2 separate regions of the Danio rerio genome follow, and region 1 is linked to region 2. The links are chromatin contacts, called in public HiChIP or PLAC-seq maps. All regions are on one chromosome and are shown on one strand. The core of a region is the stretch at or near the end of the contact, and the rest is flanking DNA. Distances in the headings are between cores, read along the strand shown. Region 1 holds the start of lrrc38a (leucine rich repeat containing 38a). Region 2 holds the start of rcc2 (regulator of chromosome condensation 2).

Region 1 (6,104 bases), core at 3,008-5,507, 270 kb after region 2:
ATAGTGTCTCAAGCATTTTATTTTGATACTAAACTATGCAAAATTCTCAGTTTCTCTGGATTTACTGGATATTTTTATTATGGGATTATTTGTTTTATTCTATAAAGGTCTGGTAACAAGCTCAAATGTTGTCATTTGGAGTTTTTTTATTCGTCTATTAAAATAATGACAATTGATCAAAATAACAAATGCTTTAATTTGATGTGATTGAAAATCTGTGTTATTCCACCTTCATTATGAAGAAAAAAGTGGTTGTCTAAAAATAAAAACATTGCATATTTTTTACATTTATGCACAAAAAGCATCTTTAAATAACAGAAAGCTACAGAAATAACAGCTTTGAAGATTAAACAAATCTTTCCATTATGATGAGTTTAATCCAATCAGGAAGATTCACACCAAAAAAGATAATATCAGAGGAAGGTAGAAGTGAATTCAGGATTCATATCATTCCATTTGTTTGGATTTGTAAATGTAAAAATTAAAGATATTCATTCCCAAAGTATGTTGCTTTTAGTACATTTAAAAAAAAGTTGGTTGTGTAATACTACACTACACGTGTTACTAGTATAAATAAAAATACATTTTTTATATTCACATACTTGTAGCATTCAGCTTACTATTACATTAGTGTTTAAAACAGACAAAAAGTGTGAAAGGTAACCAGTGTTTATATGGACCAGTTAGAATCCTGCATCCATATTTGGTGTTAATGTGGATCTTAAATTGACCTTAACCTTGAACTAGAGGTAACTGACCTAATGACCAACAGATACTGTGGATATAGAAGAGAGTAGAGTTCCCTCAGTTTCGTCCTTTAGTTATTACTCAAATTAACATTAACAAAGAGGAATAGATGTAAGGAAAAAATTAGGGAACATGTGGTGTGGCATATGATTCATGAAATATGCACAAAATATTCTGCCTATTCTAGTGATCACCTACTACAGTGTGTTTGACTCTCTGTCTTGGATTGAAAAGCATCATTTATGCATCATTCAGCTAAATACCAAATTATATGAAGGGGTTAAATGAAGACAATTTGTGTTATTTCATTTCAAGGCATTAACCAATTGAATTATTAGCCTAACGCAATAATGAGTTGAGTCTAGGTCAGTGATCAATGGGCTGTTAGCCATCTATAACCCAACCATGTACGACTAAAGGCCCGTTTACACTAATCCGTATTCGTTTTAAAACGGATAAGTTTTGCTACGGTTACACCATCCGTCCACGCCGGAGTTTTCGAGCGGCGAAAACGGAGCGTTTCGAAAACGCTGGAAAGGCCGTTTTTATTCTAAAACGCTGCTGCTCCGTCTTAGTGTGGATGGGGGAAAATGGAGACATCTGAAAACGAAGACGGGGCTGCAGACATTCCCCTATCTGATTGGGGCTTTTCCTCAATATTAAGTAGCCTACACACACAGTTCAGTCTCGCATCCTCTCCCTGTAAGTTCGGACTTCGCAAGTTTGATATGGAAAACAGACCCTCAAGGATATGTCCAGTAAAGCTTCAAAGGGAACAGTGTACTTTATAACCTTTTTCACATCATCCTGGCTACGTTGTTTCACTTTCTCAGCAATAAAACTAAAACATGATTTAAGTAACTGCCTACTTTCATTTTGATATTAACAACTTAACAGACAGCAGAAATGCTGAGGAGCCGTGCTGCATCTTCACTGTATGCATATTTATAATAAAACAGAGCCTATATAACATCACTGCCTCCTTTCATTTTCAATAAAAATACGAAACGTATTCTCTACTTTGCTAAATGTCAGTTTTAATAATCAATAATAGCCATTATGAAAGTATAACGCACAATAAGTTTATACATTACAGGAAATAAAGGCAACCGATCAGTCAATATACAGCAAGTACGTGGTTACATTAATTATAAACTTATCTTTGCGCTCAGCAAAAACACGTTACCTGTGAACAAGTAATCGATTAAAAAGACCAAAGTCAGGAAATATGTCGTTAGATATAGACAACAAGATTAATTAAATATCACGTTTAACAAATAAGTTTGGAGATGCTTGATGAGCAGTCCGACTCTCTCATCTGGCTCTCATCTGGGTAGAAATGCTGCAGCGCTTGCCCGAGAGTATTTGTGTGGTCACGTGATGTGCGTTTTCAGCGTTTTGGTGTGGACGGAGAGCAGTTTAGAAATGCTGGGTAAAACACTAGTGTGGACGCGGATCGTTTTCATTCTAAAACGCTGTTTTAAAACTAAAACGCACTAGTGTACACGGGGCCTAATTCGATTTCTAGTAGGTTTTATGGATTCTCACCCTTGGGTGTAACTGATCTTTTGAAAGTTCCACACATGAACCACCACAAACTGCGAGCATTCAAAATAGAATTATTTCATGTAGATTGATGCAGAACGGGAAAGTAATATTTAAGCAGCTTACCATTTGGGAGCTTGTGTTGATTCTCCAGAAGCCACAAAAAGAGTTTGGCAAAGTTGCAGTTGCATACCCAGGGGTTGCCTTCCAGTCGTATCACCCGCAAGGAAGGCAACTGGCTCAGCACTTCAACGTCCAGGCCAGAGAGAGCATTACTCTCAAGCTCAAGCTCTCGTAAGGAGGTGAGGCCCAAGAAGGCGTCCTTGCTGACCATATTTAAATATGGATTGTTCCCTAGCCGTAGCTTGATCAGACTACGGGACTCCCCAAATGTTCCAGAGGGGATCTCAGTCAAGTTGTTGCTCCCCAGGTCCAGATAGACCAGCCTGGAGGATGTGCTCAGAGTCCCAGGCTCCAGCCTCGTTAAAGAGTTATTCCTTAAATCCAAATAGACCAAATCACTGTAGAGAACCAGGAAATCAGAAGGGATCCAGGGAATCCAGTTGTTAGACAGAAGGAGTCTCCTCACGTCCAAAGGGATGGAGTCTGGAAGACGGGTGAGCCCTTGACCTGTGCAGTCCACGGTGTGATGGTCCGGACACAAGCAGCTGGATGGACAGTTGTACCCGCAAGATATCAAGGTAGAGGACAGCAAGGCAAGGAAAGGCTGAAGCCAGCGTACACATGAGAACATTGTCAAGAGGGTGCGAGGTGAAGGGGAGGTTTGGGGGGGATTAAGAGAGGGAGGTTTGGAGAAGGGTAAAGGAGAGGGGATGGGGTAAAAGGTCAGGGGGTGAGATACTAGGAAAGGGGACAGGGGTGCATCTGGAGATGACTAGAGTCAGGTTTGTCGTGAAGGCATCTTTCCTTGTCTCCTAGATTGCAATCTACAAAGGCTCGTGCAGCGAAAAGCAGCTACAAAAACACGGAGCTCTATTTTCCAGGAGATCATGTAGCAGGCAGTGTGGGTCGTGTGGCAAGCCGCTAGCTCTGAGCATGAAAGGGGAGGAGAGACAGCAATCGAGAGAATGTGGGGAAGGGAGAGAGAGAGAGAGAGAGTGAGAGAGACGGCTATGTGAGGGATTAGTAGAGGTAAACAGAGACGAGTGAACCACAGACTGGGAAGCGCTGGGGGCACCGAGAGGGGAGGGCAGTGTGACGTTAGAAGGGGAGGTGTAGCCCACTCGGTTAACCCACGGTTGAAAGGGAATTCTGGATTTTTTCACAATTAAATGTGTACCATGTAAGGATCCTTATCTTGGTCCAAACGTTTCTGCTCTTGAATAGGTGCAAGTCGTAACGTGGTGCTAATAGCACATTTGACCCAAGGCTGTAGTTGCAATTCTGAATGAATGAATAATGACTTGTTGGCAATAGTATTGACATCTCATGACATTCGGTTTCTTTTTGTTGTCCTTCAATTCAGTCACGTAGTGTCTGATTTTATATTATGGCTCCATTGCCATGGTGATGCATGTGACGATTAACATGGTGCTGTGTGCATGCAGATTACTGCCCTGAAAGTGAGAGATGGTGACTGTGAATAACTGTGTGAACCTCAGTGGAGAGGATTATTGCTGTCTATTGCATGCCACAGTACGAATCAAATATTGCACGCAAAACCTTCCCACCTCATCACAGCTAAACATTTCAATCGTGCTTGTTTATATTCTAAATGTAACAGCTGTCCCCAAAAATCTGTCTACATGCATCGTGAGGAATACAAAAAGGTTATGACAGTACCTCTTCTCTAGTGCGTCCATGAAAGCAGTCATTACTCATCTCTTTTCCAGCTGTTGTTGTTTATTTTTGTCGCTGTGTTCCGAATTCATGTTTACTCCTGTGCTGCTGTAAATCTCCAGGCAAACAGAACACATGCTGTGACCACAGACAGCTTTCCTCTTACATCACATGCACTGGAGAATGGCATGGCACTGCCCGGTGGAATTACACAATACTCCCATAGGTCAAATCCTAACCTTGACCTTTCTGGCAGGCATCACCAACAACAGAAAAAAAGAGACTTGCCTTTGACCTTTTCATGAGGCACATCTTTGAAAAACTTGTGTGAAAAGTAACTTCCCCTAGTGTCCCTGTAAAAGAAAGAAATGTCAAGTTCATTAGTGCAAAGAAAGAGGTAGGTACAGGATATCTTCTCAGTAGGGAATTTGACAGTGTCGGAAGTGCTGTGCAGATTTTCTATTAACAATTAAAGTCTGGCACATGAATTAATGATAAATATCATGAGCAGCACACTGTTTGACACAGTTGAGTAATCAATGGGACACAACAAGAAAGGTCACAAACAAAAGATAATGCTACTTACTGGGATCTAAATGTAGTTTGCATGCAAGAAAATAAAAGGATGGTAATCTGTGTGCCCTGCTTTGGAGGACATGAGTTGATTCCATGTCTTTTCACGGAACCATGTCAAGGAAGGTGTATGATGAGGCTTAGTGGAGCCTAGATTCTCTCACCAGGGTCTTTAAAACAGAAACATGAGATAATCCCATATACACATTTGAACACAGCCAGAAGTCTGCATGTCAGCCCCTCTCAAAAAAATAGAGCACCTGTCAGCCTCAACTGAGGACATGGTGACACACTTTTCTTCCAGGTGCATTCTAGGCCCTCATTCTAGATGATCCTCACCAACATGCCCAAGAGCAAGAGACTGTCACCTCTGTGAACCTATGCAATCCTGAGACAACTGGCGACAAAATAAATAGTTTGAGTTGGGGAAAAAAAGCACAGATAGTCACAAAATATGAATGTCTCGGAAACTAGGACACCCACTTGAATGCACAGCGTCGAAGTCCTAACTACATGGGATCAAGGAAACTGGGCCAAGTCATTAAAGCATTTTCAATCACAACAGTACTGGCAAATTGCATTCATGTAGATTTAAGCATACAGTAGTATAGGTAGAATAACATGGCAACGTATTAATACAGATTATAGGATTACTGGATTAATAATTCATTGTAGTTTTGGTGTGGTTTGTTGTGTTGCTAATTCCACTGGGATTAAACAGACACTGTTGTCCACCACAGCCAATGAACTGATGCTACAGTTATCAGATGGGCTTGACAGAGTTCGATCGTATTTCAAAGGTTAGCTGTTGATGCTACTTTACTTGACCTCGATTTGTCATGACCTCCTGGACAAAACTGGTGTACTCCAAGCCACCTAAAAGTATCCAGAACACTCTGCGCACTGATATTTATCATATAGTCACCTGCAAAAAGAAATTAATGTACAGTGAAAAGTACAACTAGTGGCACAGACAAAACCATCTGGTCAGAATTTGTACTCTACACAGTAGTACCCCAAATCACAGCCAAAAGCTTTCTAATCATTCTAACAGCTGGAGAAGCTGATTCCCCATCCACCACTTTTACACAGCTCACTAATTTGTTTGGTGTCCGGTTGACAGTGGAGGATGTCATCAAAACAAGACTAGGCTGAATAGATGGCAAGAGCGAGGCTTAAGTCTTCAGTTACGTTGGCAGCGCAGGTCAAATGGCTTTAGGGGGGAGTTATAGGCATTTCAAGAAACCTGATGATCACTGTAAGGAAGAGATCATAGTTATATGTAGGGATCAGTGTTACATTAAAGCATGTGACAGGTAATAAATAAAAAAATAACGTCAGAAAATACAATTCTCGTTTTGCAGCTTTTTGCTCCCTCTTGTGGTCTGGATCAGTACAGCATTTACAAACAAAATCTTTTAGACAAGAGGAATAAATAA
Region 2 (6,493 bases), core at 872-3,371:
TCTTGGTTAAAAAAAAAAACTTTAAGTGCAACAATGGAAAAAAACAAGTTCATTGGTTGGGTAGAATTATGGCCAACATACTCAAAAAATAATAATAATAATAAAAAATGGAAGTAAAAAAAGCACTTCTATTAGCACAGGTCTACATTACTCACTCCATCTCAATTTGTAAGCACTGAGGAATCCAGAACTTATTTCCTTTAAATCTTAATAAACTTAAACAACCAGGACGTCCCATTAGCCATCAGAGGCCAGGAACAGCACTAAACTACTTGAGAGAAAACAAAACGGCCAACTAAAATCTGGTGTGTCAGTGTCCTATTAAAAGATTAACAAAGATGACTCACTCAGACAAACTTCTTTACAAACGCCTCTCAAACTAAAATCTAACATGGATATCTCTGGCTCAAATGTGAACATACCTTGCTGTTTTGGCACTTCTTTTCTGCCAATCAGGTCCCAGTTGGTGGCCCCAAAAATGAGCAGCTGACCTTTAACTTTGGGAACCTCGAGTTTCTGCACAACAGGAGAAAAAAATTAATAAATCTACGAGCAATCAATATAATTCTTAAACTGCTTGTAAAATAAATTAATAAGTTTAAAGACATAAAATAATTACATTTTTTTTTTGTTTATGTATCATCAAAAAAAAAAAAAAAGACACAACTATTGTAACCAAAATGCATTTTGTTTTTCGATCAGTGACATTAAATTTTGAACATATTCTCTGTATATTATTATCATTTTTCAAAGTAGATTTTTTGTACACAAACTAATATATACAAGAAGCATCCTTACAATCTTCTCCTTCACATCATCAGCGACAGTGACCGGTTGCAAACCCGCTTTAGCTGCTGGTTTTCCAGGTTTCTTTGTGTTTTCCTGTTCATAGTCATCAAACTCATCATCACTGCTGAACTCTCTTTCCTTTTTCTTTCCACCTCCTCTTTTCCTCTTCAATCCACCGTTCCCAGACACATCTGTCACCTTCTTGCGTGGCATATTCCAAATCCTACAAAAAAGCAAAATAAAAGTAGTAAGCAAGCAGTGTACAGTACAGATCATAATGAGACAGAAAGAAGAATCAAACGAGCCGAAAACACTCGAAAGAAGAAACAGTCTGATTCATTTCTCCTTCTGGTCCAAATTCCCAATTATCTCACAGCTAAAGAAACCTTAAGAAAACACAAACATCTGCGCTCATTAGTATTTCTGCGTATTTATCTAAAAATATAATCATAAAGCGTCATGAAAGCAGATGTCCTGTGCTATGCTAACAGACTAGCAATGCTGCAACAAAAGAATCAGCAGCAACGCGTCTGTCTCACTCAGTCTCCATTTGTTTCTTTGTTATGTTTTATAACGCAGCCGCCGGTTAGCCAACTAGCACCGCTGTGCTTCAACCAAACTAGTAACTAAACTATTCCATTACCCACGTGTTATATATCTGCCCTGTCCCGTTAAAACAGCCCAAGCCGTAAACTTAGTTCATTCGAAAGACATAACGTTTACAGATGTGTACGATGCAGACGTAGCCGTGTTAGCATGCTACACTGCATTTGCATCCGAAGCCGCATTCATAAACATCGTGAATATCATAACTTACCTGAGTTAAACTTTCCTCTTTATACTTTAAATACAAATATTAAAGTTGTAGGAGTATAAATGTGTCAAGTTAAGAGGCTGCGGCTTGGTCTGTTGTGCTGGAAGATGCGGTTATTATATAAGTAGATTTCCTGATTCAGATGCTCTACTTATGTCTGTCCGTCTTCCTCGTTTTTTTGATTGATTCGGAACAAAAGACTCGCAGCCTCGCGATCAAACCACGTGGGTGCAGCGCACACTCAGGGCTTTACACCGCACACATCTGTCTGGACCGATCGCTTAATTTCACATTTAAGATGTAAAAAACCGCACAATTAACAGGATTATAATGTCATTAAGCGTAGAAACTCGCAAAAACTTATCTAACTTAAAGATCGCAAGTTTACCTGTGTTATGATGGGATCGACACGTTGGATGTTAAGCGTAAGAGGTATTTCTCCTCTGTGTATTCCTTAAGTAAATTTAGGTCCAAATGTACAGTTTAAGCACTCATGTAACTTTCATGGCAGTGAGCGTGTAGTCCACAAAACAAACACACGAGGATGAGATTCAGAGCTGAGAGAACTACAAATTTCGAGCTGGACAAACGAGACGTAATAGCGCCCTCTGCTGAGTTGGAGGACATGCATTTTGTCCATTGTGAGATGCGTATTTTGACCGGTTTTGACGTTTTTGTGAGTTTCATCAAAGAGCATAAAAATATTTCAATATATCTATCTACTTCAGTCTTCATAATCATCTGTTTTGCTTATACATGGAAAGTGGTGTCCGTTTGATTGAAAGAAACAGGTAATTGTGTACATGGAGTGTTCTTTGTTACTAATATGGTAAGTGTGAGGATTGATGATGGCTGGTGTTCTGCCGATTTGTCCTACCTTGTCAGATTGTCCTACCTCCACTTCAAAAATTATTATGCTACCCATCAGATTTTGCTACCAGTGTAAATTTTAATGTGAAGAAGAGTGATATGAAGCTGTAATATTGCCCTACCTAATCTCTAACTCAACCCCCAGAACCACTTTAACTGTTGGTTAAATCTGATGGGTAGGACAAAATGTAAGAACACCACCAGTATTCTGTCTATTACTTGTCACATTGTCCTACCTCCCCTTGAAAATGTTTAGTGCTACCCATCAGATTATGCCACCAGTGTAAATTTTAATGTGGAGCATGCTGTATTATCACCCTAACCTACCTAAATCATTAACCCCAACCCCAGAACCATTCAAATACAGTGTTGGTAGTATAATCTAATGGGTATGATATGTCTGCATGGACAGCAGTAATCAGTTGATTTGTCGTACCTTGTCATATTGTTCTACTATCTCCCCTTCAAAAAGTATTATGCTACCCATCAGATTTTATTACCTGCAAATTTTAATGTGGACTACTGAGTGTGATATAAAGCTGTAATATCGCTCTAACCTACCTAATCCCTAACCCCAACATCAGATCCATTCAAATACAGTGTTGGTAGCATAAACTGATGGGTAGGACAAAATGTCAGGACACCAACATAAACAAATAACATGTTCATTTTACCTTGCTGTCAGGTTATTTGTAAAAGCAAACATATATTTTACAGACCATTTTGAGGGATATTAACAAAAACAATGGTCCCAATGTATTTTTTGTTTTACATCTTTAATGTCTATAGCTTCTGAGAATCCATAAAGAGCCACATATTGTTAAATAATGTTATTTTAAAATCATTCTTAACCCTTTAACTGCCTGCTCTACCAAATGCTTGACCATAGTTTGATTGTTTTGAAGAATGGTTTACACTAGACTGAATTGTTGGTTTACAAAATAAACATGCAAGCATAATCTTGTTGCACTACTACACTTGATTTTAGTTTTATAGTAAAATAACAACAACAAGAAAGCATGTTAAATGAGAATCTGAAATATTTTATGGCAAACTTAAAAAAAAAGGATTTAGTATTCAAACATTTTTTATTTTGATTATTTTTTAAATAAATTGGTCCTACACTTCAAATTATCAGATTTTTCATAGTATATGTATTAATTACAGTACTTTTAGCATAATCTGACATGTCAACTATTTGGTAGTGATTTATATTTTAGAATTTATTAGATGTGTTGTACAAAAATGAGTTAAGAAGAACTAGGAGTTTAGAAATGCAATCCAAAATAGTTTTTCTTGGTGGGGCAGTTGATCATAAATGGTAATTTTTGCAACAGATTTTGTAAGAATTACTTCACTAATAAAAACACCAATTCTTGATACCAAAAACACAGAAATCAAATTGATATAAAAAAATAAATGTTAATAAGTAATTTGTAATAGCTGTAAATATCTTTACACAATATGCCAATAAACTGCCATTCACAAATCATAATTAGAGATCTTAATCAAATCCTGGAAATAAATCAAAGTCAAAATGGCTTGTCATAGGAAATACAAACATTATGGTGCATTTTATCTTACTTAAACCAGGATATTCAATAGAGGTGAAAAGGACAAAAACAACCTGGTCTATCTTGTTTAACTTGACTGACATTTGAAGTAACTTCAGGGAGGAAATAAAAACAGTCTAGGAAATAATAAACAGTATTCTTGGCTTTCTAATGTTTACCACCATTAGTTGTTATATACGTCATTAGTCAAATATTTATAAAAAAAATGTTTACGTTTTTGGACACAGTTGGAAAAAATCCTGAATCCAGCAGCATGGAATTTCTGAAAGAAAGCTGGAAGTAGTCATTGATTGGTCGGATTGCAGCCCTGCTCGTCTTTCATTGGCTGGTTGTTCCTGAGAATATTTACATGGAGGCTCTCTCCTGATGTACGGCAGGGGGAAGGAGTGAGTGAAAAGAAAGGAAAAAGGGAGGGACTGAGTGAAAAGAATAGAGGGAGAAGAGTTCTCTTTTTCACCGTGTCAGTTAATGCACCGGGAGAGACTCAGAACTTGTTCTTCCACTAAAAGACCGCAGATCAGCTGTTTACATCTGTTGTGCTTTCTGAGGAAGATACAGTGGTGTCATCAATTTTACATTCACAGATGGCTGCACTGCGCAAAGATGGGAGCAGACGTGACAATGGATTTGTATTGATAGCTCCTGATCAATAAGGACAAAATCAGAGGGGTGACATTTTAAGGGACTTAAGACCAGGCCTGTGAGTAAGTCTTTCTTTGGAATAAGAGCTCAAAAATGCAGTGCTTAGGTTGTTTTACATGTACAAAATGTAACAATGCAACTCACTAGGGGGGAGTGATAATCATGAAGCTGTAGATTATTACAAAAAACAACATTAACAACAACAAAAACATCCAGACTGTCAGATGAAAGAGTGATTGTGCGTAACAATCATGCCACTTGATTCAGTATTGACTCCATATTAAAGAATGTGTTGTTAATTCACCTGATGTTCCTTTGTGAAATGAATCTTTTTATATATATTTATTATTGATATGGTTAAAATTGTAGCTTCAAATCATACAATGCTAATGCTATTTTGACATAATAGATAAACATAAATAGAGTCTATTGATCCCTGAGCAGAATTAAGCATCCAGATAGACAATACCCCTCGAACACAGCTATATTTCACCTGACAGCAATAGTGGCTGTGTAAAATGACTTTTACTATGGAATATTAATGATATTTAAAAGGTAATCATCATATCAGGCCTGTGCTAAAGCTACTCTGAGGCCAGATTTATGCTCTGTCTTTCAGTTATCCAGTGGTTTGATATCCCTGACTCACGTGGGATGACCATTTTGAATCAAACCGCTCCTTTTGGTCATTATTTTAAGCCCAAGGCTACAGCCTGTTATGTTTGTGTTTTACCTAATCAGTTCTGTCAAGTGAATTGACTGATTGCAAATTTACAAAGCAACCTAAACAGGAAGTAGAGATGGTTTTCCGTGATAAAAGGTCTGTAAAAAAGAGCGGGCATGGAGAGTTAATGTATTTGGAGGTTCAGATGCCTGTCTCATTGTGCCTTGTGTCCAAGGCAATGCCTGTGTCATTTCTTTGTAAGGATTTGCTGGGCCATTCATTGGGCCTCAGTTCTTACTCTGTGCTTTACTCTCAACAATTCAACCTTGCTGTGTTCTTGGAGAGGGAAAGACGCTGTCTTGCCTTTGTGCATTCACTGGCCTCAGCCTGGCCTTCTTTAGTGAATAATTCATGCAGACTGACCTCCAGCTGTACGGTTATCTATCAGAAAACAATATGGGACTTTGACAAACACTTTGTGGGTTTGGCTGTCACTTGTATTTGAAGAAAATTATAGAGCATTTAAAATTGGCATTCTCTTCCTGACAGTCAAACTCATAACAAAAGTGATCCACAGGAACAATTATTTTAGTATTAATTATATACACTGTAAAACCCAAAAAGCTACGGTAACTCAACCCATTTGAGGAAACCGATTGCAACAAACTATTTAAGTTCAAAAACTAATCCTAATGAGTACCGTGAACTTAATCCATTTGAATAAATAAAGCAATTTGAGCACAGTAAAACCCATTAAATTAAGAGAACTTAAACCAACTGAGTACTGTAAAACCCAAGAAGTTAAGGCAACTCAAACCAGTTGAGAAAACAGATTTCTACAAACCATTTGAGTAAAAAAAAAAACCTATATGAGTACTGTGAACTTACTCCATTTAAGTTGAAGTAATGAGGTATTTAAATAACTCTTGAGTTCAAAACCCTTTTCAAATGAGTATAATGAGTATGTATATGTATGAGTATGAGTAGAATTAACCTTCAGTAAATTTTGAGTTAACGACACTCATTTCAATTGATAAAGTTGACTTCTGGGATTTTCAGTGCACTGTTAGATCACTTATTAAATATTTAATAAAAAAATGAGTAAACTTTTATGATATTTTGTCACCTTAGAATGATAAG

The links. HiChIP or PLAC-seq counts read pairs in DNA pulled down with a chosen protein or histone mark.
Region 1: a contact with region 2 is called in an H3K4me3 HiChIP or PLAC-seq map of gastrula embryo, with 3 times the contacts expected there. The contact joins the promoter of lrrc38a here to the promoter of rcc2 in region 2. A contact is called at or near these places in 2 of 4 datasets of contacts at active chromatin or transcription factors (embryo and gastrula embryo).

The regions. Positions count from the first base shown.
Region 1 is chr23:24,708,808-24,714,911 of GRCz12tu, forward strand. lrrc38a (leucine rich repeat containing 38a) reads right to left here and starts at 4,258. Exons shown (of 3, transcript XM_691249.9): 1 at 4,096-4,258; 2 at 2,419-3,869. The coding sequence starts at 3,046.
Region 2 is chr23:24,444,035-24,450,527 of GRCz12tu, forward strand. It overlaps rcc2 (regulator of chromosome condensation 2), which reads right to left and starts at 2,122. Exons shown (of 13, transcript NM_213176.1): 1 at 1,992-2,122; 2 at 799-1,012; 3 at 423-516. The coding sequence starts at 1,002. It overlaps arhgef10lb (Rho guanine nucleotide exchange factor (GEF) 10-like b), which reads left to right and starts at 1,821. Exons shown (of 29, transcript XM_073938954.1): 1 at 1,821-2,279; 2 at 2,368-2,432; 3 at 4,632-4,751.